Regions from separate parts of the Pan troglodytes genome. Here region 1 is linked to region 2. Evidence: chromatin contacts called from public capture Hi-C data. All regions are on one chromosome and are shown on one strand. Each heading gives the region's core, a stretch centred on a gene start, on an enhancer-like site or on the middle of the called end of the contact. The rest is flanking DNA. Distances are from core to core; before and after follow the strand shown. Region 1 overlaps SYN3 (synapsin III). Region 2 overlaps SYN3 (synapsin III).

Region 1 (5,322 bases), core at 2,511-5,010, 270 kb before region 2:
CCTGCCCATGGCTGACAGGGCTCCACCCTTCAGCAAGGGATTTGGGGGTGAGCTGATCCAAAACTGTAGTAAAACCAGGAGAACGATCCAGGATCCTAGACGACTAGCTATAATAGATGATTGCAAATAACTAACACAATTACTATCCTTATGATTGACATCTTGATTCTGCTTTGTATTTTTAAAAGCAGGATTCTGTATCTCACCGTATTATAGCTCTCACAATAATCTTTGTAGATAGGAAAAGCAAGCACAAGTATCACTCCCACTTTCCAGATGAGGAACCGGCACAGAAAGATGGGATGATTGGTGGCCAGCCAGGAACTCGTCACCCCTTTCCACTGCTCCTTCCCATCTGAAGAGAGACATGCATTTCCCTGAACGTCAGCAGCTGTTCCATCTAACTGCAAATGGCCATTAGCAGCTGGGATCTTCCATCTTTCTACACTTTTGTCTCTTTCCCTTTCTCTTCCACTTCATCCTGTTAGAAATGCCACAAGTTTGGAACAAATAGAAACAGGGAGAAATGCAAGTTCAGCTTCTTTCTCAGAACTCCTCTGTTTACATCTCAGACAAGTGACGTTGGGACAGCAGAGGCCGAAGAATTCGTGAGAGATGGTATTTCCAAGAACACTTTTGAAACTCCTTTTTCCCCTTTGAGCACTTTAGCCATAGGAAAGGGAAACCAGTTTCCACATCTTTTTGACTTGTCCCCTCCACCCAGCTTTAAAAACCCTCCCTGCCTTCACTCTAACTGTGGCCTAACTCGTAGAGATGTTTCTGTCTCTCGATGTTTTTCTAGCACTGTTTTCATTGTTTTATGGGGTATGATTCTATTGCTTCCCCAACCACAGTAGGAATACTTTGAGGCCTGGGATATTTAGCCACACTGCTTTTTACCCCTCTCAGAACCAAACAGGGTCTCAGGAGACTGGAGAGCATGGGTGTGGCCAACAGCTGACTGAGTCCTGAGCAGAGTGCCCTGGAGGCCACTCTAAGGATCCAGGTTGAATGAGGGCATACGTGGTGGAATTTGAGAGATTCACTTATCCCCGCGCCCCACATGACTTATTCCACAGTCATGTGGAAGGTTTTAGAAGACTTTCCAGACCAAATCCACTTTGGATAAGCATCTTACATGATAGAGGCCCTCTCTTCTCTTTCTTTTCACATTTCAGTTTTGTCCAAAGTGCCGATATTTTCTCCAACGGAAGGCCTTGCCTGGAATATAAGTATCAAGTAGATAACTTCTGCTGAACTTCAAGCAGCAGTTTTCTCATAGAAAGCATCTGAAGCGTTTTTTTCCAGCAGCTACTTAATTATGAAAGCACAAGTGTAATCTGATCTTTTTTCCAGCTGAAAAGTAACGAAATTACCTTTTGGTTAATTTCTTCTCACTCCCTATCCTAAGCTGGTCCACACAGTGTCTTGAAGTTCAGCGAATTCCAAGAGCTTTTCAGCTGGGATGTTCTCTCTTATTCCAAACCTGAATCAGTTCCCCTCTGCCCACCGTGTGAAGGCAGTTTGGTTCTCACTCTAAGGAAAAGAAACAGCAAACTCCATGAATCCTTGCGTAGGGGAGTCCTCCTGCTAGGGTCACCCCATTCAGCAGGCACCCATCAGTCTGGATGTCATGGTGTCCATGAGCCTAATAATATGTAAGAATTGATTATTCAACATCACTTAATAAGCTAGGTGGGGTGAACCTGAGGCTAACAGTAAGAATGAAGATGCAGGCTGGGTGCGGTGGCTCACGCCTGTAATCCCAGCACTTTGAGAGGCCAAGGTGGGCGGATCACGAGGTCAGGAGATCGAGACCATCCTGGCTAACATGGTGAAACCCCGTCTGTACTAACAACACAAAAAATTAGCCAGGTGTGGTGGTGGGCGCCTGTAGTCCCAGTTACTTGGGAGGCTGAGGCAGGAGAATGGCGTGAACCTGGGAGGCGGAGCTTGCAGTGAGCTGAGATCATGCCACTGCACTCTAGCCTAGGTGACGGAGTGAGACTCCGTCTCCAAAAAAAAAAAAAAAAAAAAAGAATGAAGATGCAGGCTCTCCTGCTTTCTCTTGACAGCTGAGAACAATGATAGAGTTATACATCTGGGAAGAACTGAGTAAGTTTCAAGATCTATCTGGCCTGTCTACACACCTACTAGGATGACCTGGTATTCTCTTTCCTGGAACTTTTCTAGGAAAGGTGAGTTCATATCCACCCTCTTTGTATCAAGTTATAGGATGCTAGAGTCTGTAGGAAGAGAAGTCATAAAAAGGACCTCAGAAACTACTCATCCTTGTTTTAAATGTGGGAAAAATAAGGTTCAGACAAATGAAGGAACTTGCCCATTTTCAGGGCTCAGTCCTCCAAGCTGTAAGGTGTGGCCCATGCTTGTACTGTGGGCTTGGAAACCCCAGCCATTCACAGATCTCGTATCTGCTTTTCAGATCTGTAGACAGATTCATTTGAGTCTTTGTACAGTGCCCAGCCCACAGAGAAATTTTACTTACACTGATTAAATAATTCTCTACCATGATAATAATCACCCTCTGAGCCAATCAGAAGAAATACAGGTTTGTCCTCCTGACAGGTTTATCTCTTGTGTGTTTATTTTTTTCCCTTCCTAAATTACTAGCTAATGCATTCCAAACATATCACTATAAAAAAAAGCACATGAAAACTTTGTTTCTGGGAAATGAAAAGGGAGTAAAATGGAAACAAAAAATCAAAAGACCTGAGATTTGTTCCCAATGTTGCAGAATAGCTGTGCACCTGCCTTGGTCAAGTCACTTTGCCTGTCCAGGCGTCGACTTCTGTGTTTATTGGATGAAAGATAGAACTCAGTGGTATCCAGGATCCCTCTCACCTCAAAAACTCCAACATTCCACGGGGAATCCTGTAGGACAAGTGAATGCTTCTGAAGGGGAGATGGGTCCTGCCATTTAAACAGGTTTGACACATGGGAACGTACCCAAGACTGAAGATCATCCATCAGTTTCGCAACGAACACTGAGTTCCTATATTGCTACCTCCCCCAAGAATCAATGCCGAAAACAGAATTTCAGAGAAGATTGTGATGCCAAAGTCCTAGGAGAGACAGGGTCTGGCTTATGGTGGAGCCCAGTGTAGTTATGCGTTCACCTGCTTGTTTGTCTCTTGGATCGTAGCACTAAAAAGTTAGGAAGGTGTCTTTTTTATCACCATTTTTTTGGTCTTCAGAAGTTACTGAACTCTTCCACATCCTTCGGACCTCAGTTGAGATGTCACCTCCTCCGGGAAACCTCCTCTGATTCCCCTCCCATGTATCCCCACAACACCCTGTATTAACTTCTTTGACAATACTTAGCTGACTCTAATGTGATTATTTACCCATCTGTTTCCCTTCCTGGAGTGTAAGCCCCTAGAACACAGGGATTAAGTGTTGGTAACAACGAGTTTAATAAGTATTGGTTGAATGGGTCCAGTGATCAGCACCACCGACCCCTTGCCAGCATTCAGACAGGCAGGTGGTGGCTCCTTGGAGAGTTCATGGAGCTCTATCCCGCTGGCTGGTGCTAGGGGGCGCTATAAGCCAGAGAACACCCATTTGCTCAGCCTGCAGTCCTGGTCGGTCGTCTCACTGCGAGGGCGGGAGAGCACAATTCCACACTCATCGGTGGGGTGCGGGTGCCTTTGAGTGGGTGAAGCTCACCCCTCCCATCTGCCATGGCCACAAAGCTCTCAGTCAACATCCCGTCTGGGTTCGTGGCTGCCGGAGCTCCTCCACCCCTGAGCTGGCCACATGTCAACCAAAGGGGGAGATGCTCTCTGGGGAAGCAACATAGTTGTGAATCATTGGTTTGGGGGCCTTAGGGCGGTCTGGGAACACTGCAGAGGATGCCACAGTCCCAGTCTTCCAGGGCAGAGCTGGGTTTTGGAAATTCAACCTGGAGAAGGTACTGTCATTTCTGTTGCCTCATAGGGAAGCTCCTCTTTGCTTTCCTCCCTCTTCCCCTCCAGACCCTAGCCACGATGCCTTCCCCCAAGCCCCACAGTCCATGTGAAAGTCATTATATTCAAAATGGCCTTTTCCAAGCAACAGACAGCCTGGTCCACCCATCCCCGTGAGCTCTGGCCAGACCCTCAGTGGGGTTGCTGCCCAGCACTGGGCAATTCTGAGCCTAAGATGCAAGGTACTGCAGGCTCTCTCTGTGTCTGGCACCAGCAGGGGGTAAACACCTTTCCTGGCCTCCATCTGGAGCCAATTTCATGGCAGTAAAATTGTCCCAGCTCTCCCCCAGCCCTGCCAGCAAATTGAAGACCCCTCTGTAAGAGTCTCTGGCTACATTCGCATGAATCCTCAGGTTTTCATATTTCTTTCCACAGGGATCTACTCTCAGTGTTTTTAAGCCAGAAAACACATGTGTGCAGTGAAGCCATGTTGTATCCTATGTTATCTAGGGTGGTGGGAAATGGAAAGCAGAGTCAAATATTCCAGCTCTTGTTTTCATGTGCGTGTATGTGTGTGTATGTGTGTTTCAATGACCATATATTCAAGCAGTCAATTATTTCTGTGAAGGGTACGATGAAATGGAAGGAGAAGAACTTCTCCCCAACTCTGTTTTAATGTCTTCCTTATGCCCATGGAGTTCATGTGTTTTTCCTTTAAAAACGAGTAGCTCCTTTGTGGTTTCTTTGAAGGTTGCATGCTCAGCTTCACACAGAGAATACACACAAGCATCTCAGCCAGGCGCTGTCATGCCTTGGGAGGGAATGGGATGGACATGTGGTTGGTCTCCTGTTAGACTGGGCTGGAGGTCTTGTTTCTGCAAGGCACATGAGCTTTCTTCAGTGGAACCTGCTGGAACTGATATGGTCTTGTCCTGTGCTGTGGGGACAGTCCAAAGAGCAGTTAACACCATTGATCGCATCCTTCTTTAAACTTGGCTGCTGAGACCCTACTCTCTCTGGGATTCTGCTTTCTACCTCTCCATCTATACCTTCTCAGTCTTCTTGGCAGACTCCTCAGGTTCTTCCTGAAATTAAAATGTAGCTGTTTCCCAATTTTCTGTCCTTGGCTCTCTCCCCTTCCCTTTTAGCCTCCACACTCTCCCAGGCCTACCCCACGCACCCCCATGGTCGCTACCATGCTATGTGCACCGGAGTGCACACTGCAAGCAACAGCGTCCCTCTGATTGCCTGTCTTCTATCTCCAACTTCCTCCTGCCCAATTTCACCTGGAGATCCTATGGCCTCCTCGGACTCCAGGTGTCCAAAACTCATTGTCTTTTCCCCTCAGTCCCCTCCGGGGTTACCCATTCCGAAGGATGACATCATCACTCACCAG
Region 2 (5,711 bases), core at 35-2,534:
GCTCGTCAGAGCTTGCCCTATCAGAGAGGGCTTCCTGGAGGAAGACCTAGTTAGCTGTTCCCTGTTGGATGAAAGGAGTTGGCCAGGTAAGGAGTGGGTAGAGGGATTACATAAGAACCTGGAGGAGAGAGAAAACCTAATATGTCCAGAGCGTGGGAACAGGGGAGACAAGACGGTGAGTCTGATGGGGTGGCGTGGGTGAATGCAGGCCGCCGACTCCTGCAGTGGAGCAGAGAGGGTGACGCGGCCAGCTGATTCGCAGATGCGCCAAGGCCTGACAGACACCCCTTCCAGATCTCCCATAGCTTCCCATGCCTAGGGAATCACGTGGAGCATTGGCCTGTGTGACCTTGGGCAAGTCCCCTCCCATCTCTGGGCCTCAGTTGCTCTATGTGTAAAAACAGCAGAAGGGGAAACTCGGATCCCTCAGGTTCCTCCCGATAGAAGCACTTTGAGAACAGCCCAGCTCCCTGTGGAATGCTTTTCCCTCCCGCCTGTGTTTTGCCAGGGCCCCGGAAAACAGGCCTTTCCTCTTCCCTCTTTCCCCTGAACCCTGGGTCAACTCCAGCCCGCGTCATATTTTTGTCATGATCAAGCCCCCACCTTTACTGTTTCTGCTTTGTGGAAAGCAGCCTTGACCTGGGGCCAAAGGAGAGGTGGCCAGCCCCGACCCTGGGAGGGGGCCAGGGTGAGAAAGGAGGGGGCGGAGAGCGGCTCCCCAAAGAAAAGCACAGAAAAGGTCGGCAGAGGCTCCCTGGCCCTTGTCGCATTGCTGTCATCCAGCAAACGTGGGCCGAATTGAACTACCTCCAGGGAGTGGTTTAGACTGAACCGAAGGGAACTGATGTCTCTGACGGCCAGTCCCAGCTGGAGGTGATTTGCATGGAGGACATCGCCATCTGGTGGTCACTTCTGTCCTGAGCCCTGAGCCCCCACTTCTGGGATGTGATGCCCAACCGCCATCTCTCCTGGTATGGGGGTCCCTCAGCTCTCCCTTCCTCCCCACAGGTAATGGACAGCTCAATGCCGCTGATTGGAGAGCATGTGGAAGAGGACAGACAGCTGATGGCCGACCTTGTTGTCTCCAAAATGAGCCAGCTCCCGATGCCAGGAGGCACAGCGCCCTCCCCCCTCAGACCTTGGGTAAGACCCTCACGATCAAAGGAGACTTTATAGCCATGAGAAATGCCAGGCTGTATGGAAATGGGGAGCCCCTGGATCCAAAGGGGATACCCCCAGGAAGAAACCACCTTGGGGAGAAGGAATGGGGGTGTGGACGAAGGCCAGACATTGGGGAGAGCTTTCACAGCCTGCCCCAGTAAGTGAATTGAGGAGGCTTTCAGAGGCCCCTTCCCTTCTTCACCATCCTGGGGAGAACAATCTTGTCTCAAATGGCCTTTGGGCACTGTGGGCAGAGATGATTGACTGCTGTCCCTTCTGTGCCCTCGGTGCTGGGCCTGAGCAGGATGTGTGTGCGTGCGTGTGCGAGAGCATATGGACACACAAGCCCTCTGTGTGCTCCCAGGGAACCAGTCAATGGACGCTATTGTGTCTCCCATTTTCCCCAACCTCAATGAGATCCCACGTCGCTCCTCCCCTCCACAGTTCCCACCATGGAGTACCAGACTGCTCTCCAAAGAATTTGCCAGCTCCCCAGCTTTATGTAAAAGCAAGTCCCCAAACTTCCACCTCCCAGCCCAGATTTCCCCACAGAAAGTAATCTATGATAACAAACATCAGAATTGTAGTTATTATACTGACGGGGCTGCTGGCTGGGAAGGGGCACGGGGCAGGCTTCATCGCAGAGAATGCCCTCTGTTTTGATCTGGGCAGTGGTTACACCGACGTATACACATATAGAACTTCACTACACTGTATACTCCAGAACTGTACACTTTATGTGTAAGAGTCTCTTCTCAATGATAAAAAGATCTTCATAAATGCTGCCCTCTCACCCAGGAAATAAAGGGCTGTGGTGATACCAACAGGCTTCTTTTCTCTTCTGCTCTAGGCTCCACAGATTAAATCAGCGAAATCCCCAGGGCAAGCCCAGCTGGGGCCTCAGCTAGGACAGCCCCAGCCACGCCCACCTCCGCAAGGTATGACCCAGGACGAGCCACTGCGCGAAAGCATGCAGTGAGGGTGCTGAAATGCACCGAGGGATCCACATGTGATTCCCACAAGGGGCTCTGGGAAAATGCACCTGAATACTTTATTCACAGAATGAATGAGACTATGGGGTTGGTCAACCTCTTTAAAAAGTCAAGAAAGGAGAAGGGAAATAGAAGGTTAATTTATTAAGAACCTAATATGCACCAAGCACTGTGCCAGGGAATGTCCCACCTATTTTCTCACTTTTATTTTCCCAGCCGTCCTGCAGTGAAAATGTCATTATTTCCTTTTTTTTTCTTCTTTTGAGACAGAGTCTTGCTCTGTCGCCAGGCTGGAGTGCAGTGGTGCGATCTCGGCTCACTGCATCCTCCACCTCCCAGGTTCAAGTGATTCTCCTGCCTCAGCCTCCTGAGTAGCTGGGACTACAGGTGCACACCACCACGCCCAGCTAATTTTTGTAGTATTAGTAGAGATGGGGTTTCACCATGTTGGCCAGGCTGGTCTCAAATTCCTGACCTCAGGTGATCCGCCCACCTCAGCCTCCCAAAGTGCTGGGATTATAGGCATGAGCCTTTGTACTGCGAGGTAAAAGTTGAGGCTTTGCCCAAGGAGGCAGAAAATGGTAGATTTACAAGTCTGGCCTTTCAGACCTTTCAAACCTAGGAAGTGTTTATTCATTTCAATGAGTGGTGCCTGATGATTGCTTTGTGAGTCAACCAGCTAGAGTAAGAAAGATAGAAAAAGGGAAGATCATCTATAAAACCTTGGCCATTGAAATTCCTCCTCAAATATTTCCAGCATTACTACATTCCACCACTTATTAGAGAATGGACAAACTATTGTAAAAAGATGAAAAGCAATCATGGCAATGGCTAACTAACTTTCTCAAAGAATATCAGCTGCTCTGATATTTTGCGTGCAGGTCTTGAGAGAAATCCGCCCCGTATCCTCTCTTGCAATCAAAACCTCCTGGGCACACTTGCTCTGGCAGCAGCATGGAGCTTCAGAGCACCTGTGCACCAAGAAACCAAAGCAGGCAGTCTCGCTGCAATCTTTTAAGGATCTTCTTAAAAACCTATCAGAGGCCGGGCGCGGTAGCTCACGCCTGTAATCCCAGCACTTTGGGAGGCCGAGGCGGGCGAATCACGAGGTCAGGAGTTCGAGACCAGCCTAGCCAATATGGTGAAACCCCATCTGTACTAAAAATACAAAAAAACTAGCCAGATGTGGTGGTGGTGTGCACCTGTAATCCCAGCTACTCGGGAGGCTGAGACAGGAGAATCGCTTGAACCCAGGAGGTGGAGGTTGCAGTGAGCCGAGATTGCGCCACTGCACTCCACCCTGGGCGATAGAGGGAGACTCCATCTCAAAAAAACAAAATAAAATAAATAAATTTTAATATTAATAAAATATTAAATATTTTATTATTAATATTATTAATATTAATAAATAAATATTAAGAAAATAGTAATGCCTTCTTTCTGATATATATATATATATCAGAAAGAAGGCATTACTATCATGTTGTGGTCTTCCAGTCACTATTATTAAAAGCAACAGATTCATTACTTCCTGAAAAAAAGTTAACCTTGGCCACCAAATGGCTTCCTCTTCCACAGGTCTTAGATAAAATGTCCCATTCATTTTTCTTGTTTGTGTTTCTCTTTCTGGAAAAGCAGGAGATATTTTTAAGAAAAGGGAAATTGTATAATTGTACACAACTGTGTACAGACATACCTCAGAGATATTGCTGGTTCGGTTCAAGACCACCCCAGTATATAGTAAATATCAGAATAAAGGGAGTCACACAAATTTTTTGGTGCATATAAAAGCTATATTGACACTATACTGTAGTCTCTTAAGTACAATAGCATTATGTCTGAAAAAAACAAAGTACATACCTTAATGATAAAATACTTTATTACTAACAATCATCTGAGCCCTGGGTGAATAGTAACCTTTCTGCTGATGGAGGGTCTTGCCTCAATACTGATGGCTGCTTACTGATCAGGGTACTGGTTGTTGAAGCAAGGGGTGACTGAGGCAATTTATAAAAATAAGGCAACAGTGAAGTTAGCTGCATGCATTGACTCACCCTTTCACACAAGATTTCTCTGCAGTACGTGATGCTGTGTGATAGCATTTTACCCATAGTAGAACTTCTTTCAAACTTGGAGTCAGTCCTCGCAAAACCTGCTGCTGCTTTATCAACTAAGTTTATGTAATATTCTAAATCCTTTTGTTGTCTTTTCATCAATCTTCATAGCATTTTTTTTTTTTTTTTTTTTTTGAGACGGAGTCTCCTCTGTCGCCCAGGCTGGAGTGCTATGGCGCGATCTCGGCTCACTGCAAACTCCGCTTTCCCGGGTTCATGCCATTCTCCTGCCTCAGCCTCCCGAGTAGCTGGGACTACAGGTGCCCACCAACACTCCCGGCTAATTTTTTGTATATTTTTTAGTAGAGACGGGGTTTCACCGTGTTTGCCAGGCTGGTCTCGATCACCCGACCTCGTGATCCGCCCGCCTCAGCCTCCCAAAGTGCTGGGATTACAGGCATGAGCCACTGCGCCTGGCCCCTTCATAGCATCTTTATCAGGAGTAGATTACATCTCAAGAAATCACTTTATTAGCTTATCCATAAGAAGCAGCTCCTCATCAATTCAAGTTTTATCACGAGGCTGCAGTAATTCCATCACATCTTCAGGCTTCACTTCTTATTTTAGTTCTCTTGCTATTTCCACCACATCTTCACTTACTTCCCCCACTGAAGTTTTGAACCCCTCACAGTCATCCATAAGGATGGGAATCAACTTCCAAACTCCTGTTAATGTTGCTATTTTGATCTCCTCCTATGAATCCCAAATATTATTAATGGCATCTAGAAAGGTAAATCGTTTCCAGAAGGTTTTCAGTTTCCTTTGCCAAGATCCATCAGAGGAATCACTGTCTATGGCAACTATAGCTTTATGAAAAAAATTTTTTTTTGAGACAGAGTCTCGCTCTATAGCCCAAGCTGGAGTTCAGTGGTGCAATCTCGGCTCACCGCAAGCTCCACCTCGCGGGTCCTGGTTCAAGCAGTTCTCCTGCCTCAGCCTCTCAAGTAGCTGGGATTACAGGTACGCGCCACCATGCCCAGCTAATTTTCGTATTTTTAGTAGAGACGGAGTTTCGCCATGTTGTCCAGGCTGGTCTTGAACTCCTTACCTTGTGATCCACCCACCTCGGCCTCCCAAAGTGCTGGGATTACAGGCATGAGCCACTGCACCTGGCCAAAATGTATTTTTAAAATAATATGACCTCAGATTTTAAATTACTCCTTGATCCATGAACTAAAAGACATGATATGTATTAAAAGACATGAAAACAAAATTATCTTGTACATCTCCATCAGAACTATTGTGTGGATAGATGCATTGTCAATGAGCAGTAATATTTTGAAAAGAATCTTTTTTCTGAACACTAGGTCTCAACAGTAGGCTTAAAATATTCAATGAACCATATTGGAAATACTATGCTGTTATCCAGGCTTTGTTTTTCCATTTACACAGCACAGGCAGAGTAGATTTTGCATCATTCTTAAGGGCCCTAGGATTTCCAGAA

What was found. Capture Hi-C pulls out chosen DNA fragments and counts their contacts.
Region 1: a contact with region 2 is called in a capture Hi-C map of stem cell-derived neural stem cells, with 7 times the contacts expected there. The contact joins two enhancer-like sites. A contact is called at or near these places in 4 of 7 Hi-C or Micro-C datasets (blood, induced pluripotent stem cells and stem cell-derived neural progenitor cells) and 1 of 1 other capture datasets (stem cell-derived neural stem cells).

The regions. Positions count from the first base shown.
Region 1 is chr23:34,896,094-34,901,415 of NHGRI_mPanTro3-v2.0_pri, reverse strand. The region is part of intron 6 of SYN3 (synapsin III); the gene reads left to right. Among named protein-coding and RNA genes, the nearest start is that of TIMP3, 3.6 kb to the left of the region's middle. Within about 2 kb of position 3,760, at least 6 of the 24 cell types and tissues checked have an H3K27ac peak or open chromatin away from gene starts, as enhancers often do. A contact at or near this core is called in stem cell-derived neural stem cells, where this site is marked.
Region 2 is chr23:34,622,749-34,628,459 of NHGRI_mPanTro3-v2.0_pri, reverse strand. It overlaps SYN3 (synapsin III), which reads left to right. Exons shown (of 14, transcript XM_054675522.2): 11 at 1,009-1,143; 12 at 2,012-2,099. Among named protein-coding and RNA genes, the nearest start is that of BPIFC, 53 kb to the right of the region's middle. Within about 2 kb of position 1,284, at least 9 of the 24 cell types and tissues checked have an H3K27ac peak or open chromatin away from gene starts, as enhancers often do. A contact at or near this core is called in stem cell-derived neural stem cells, where this site is marked.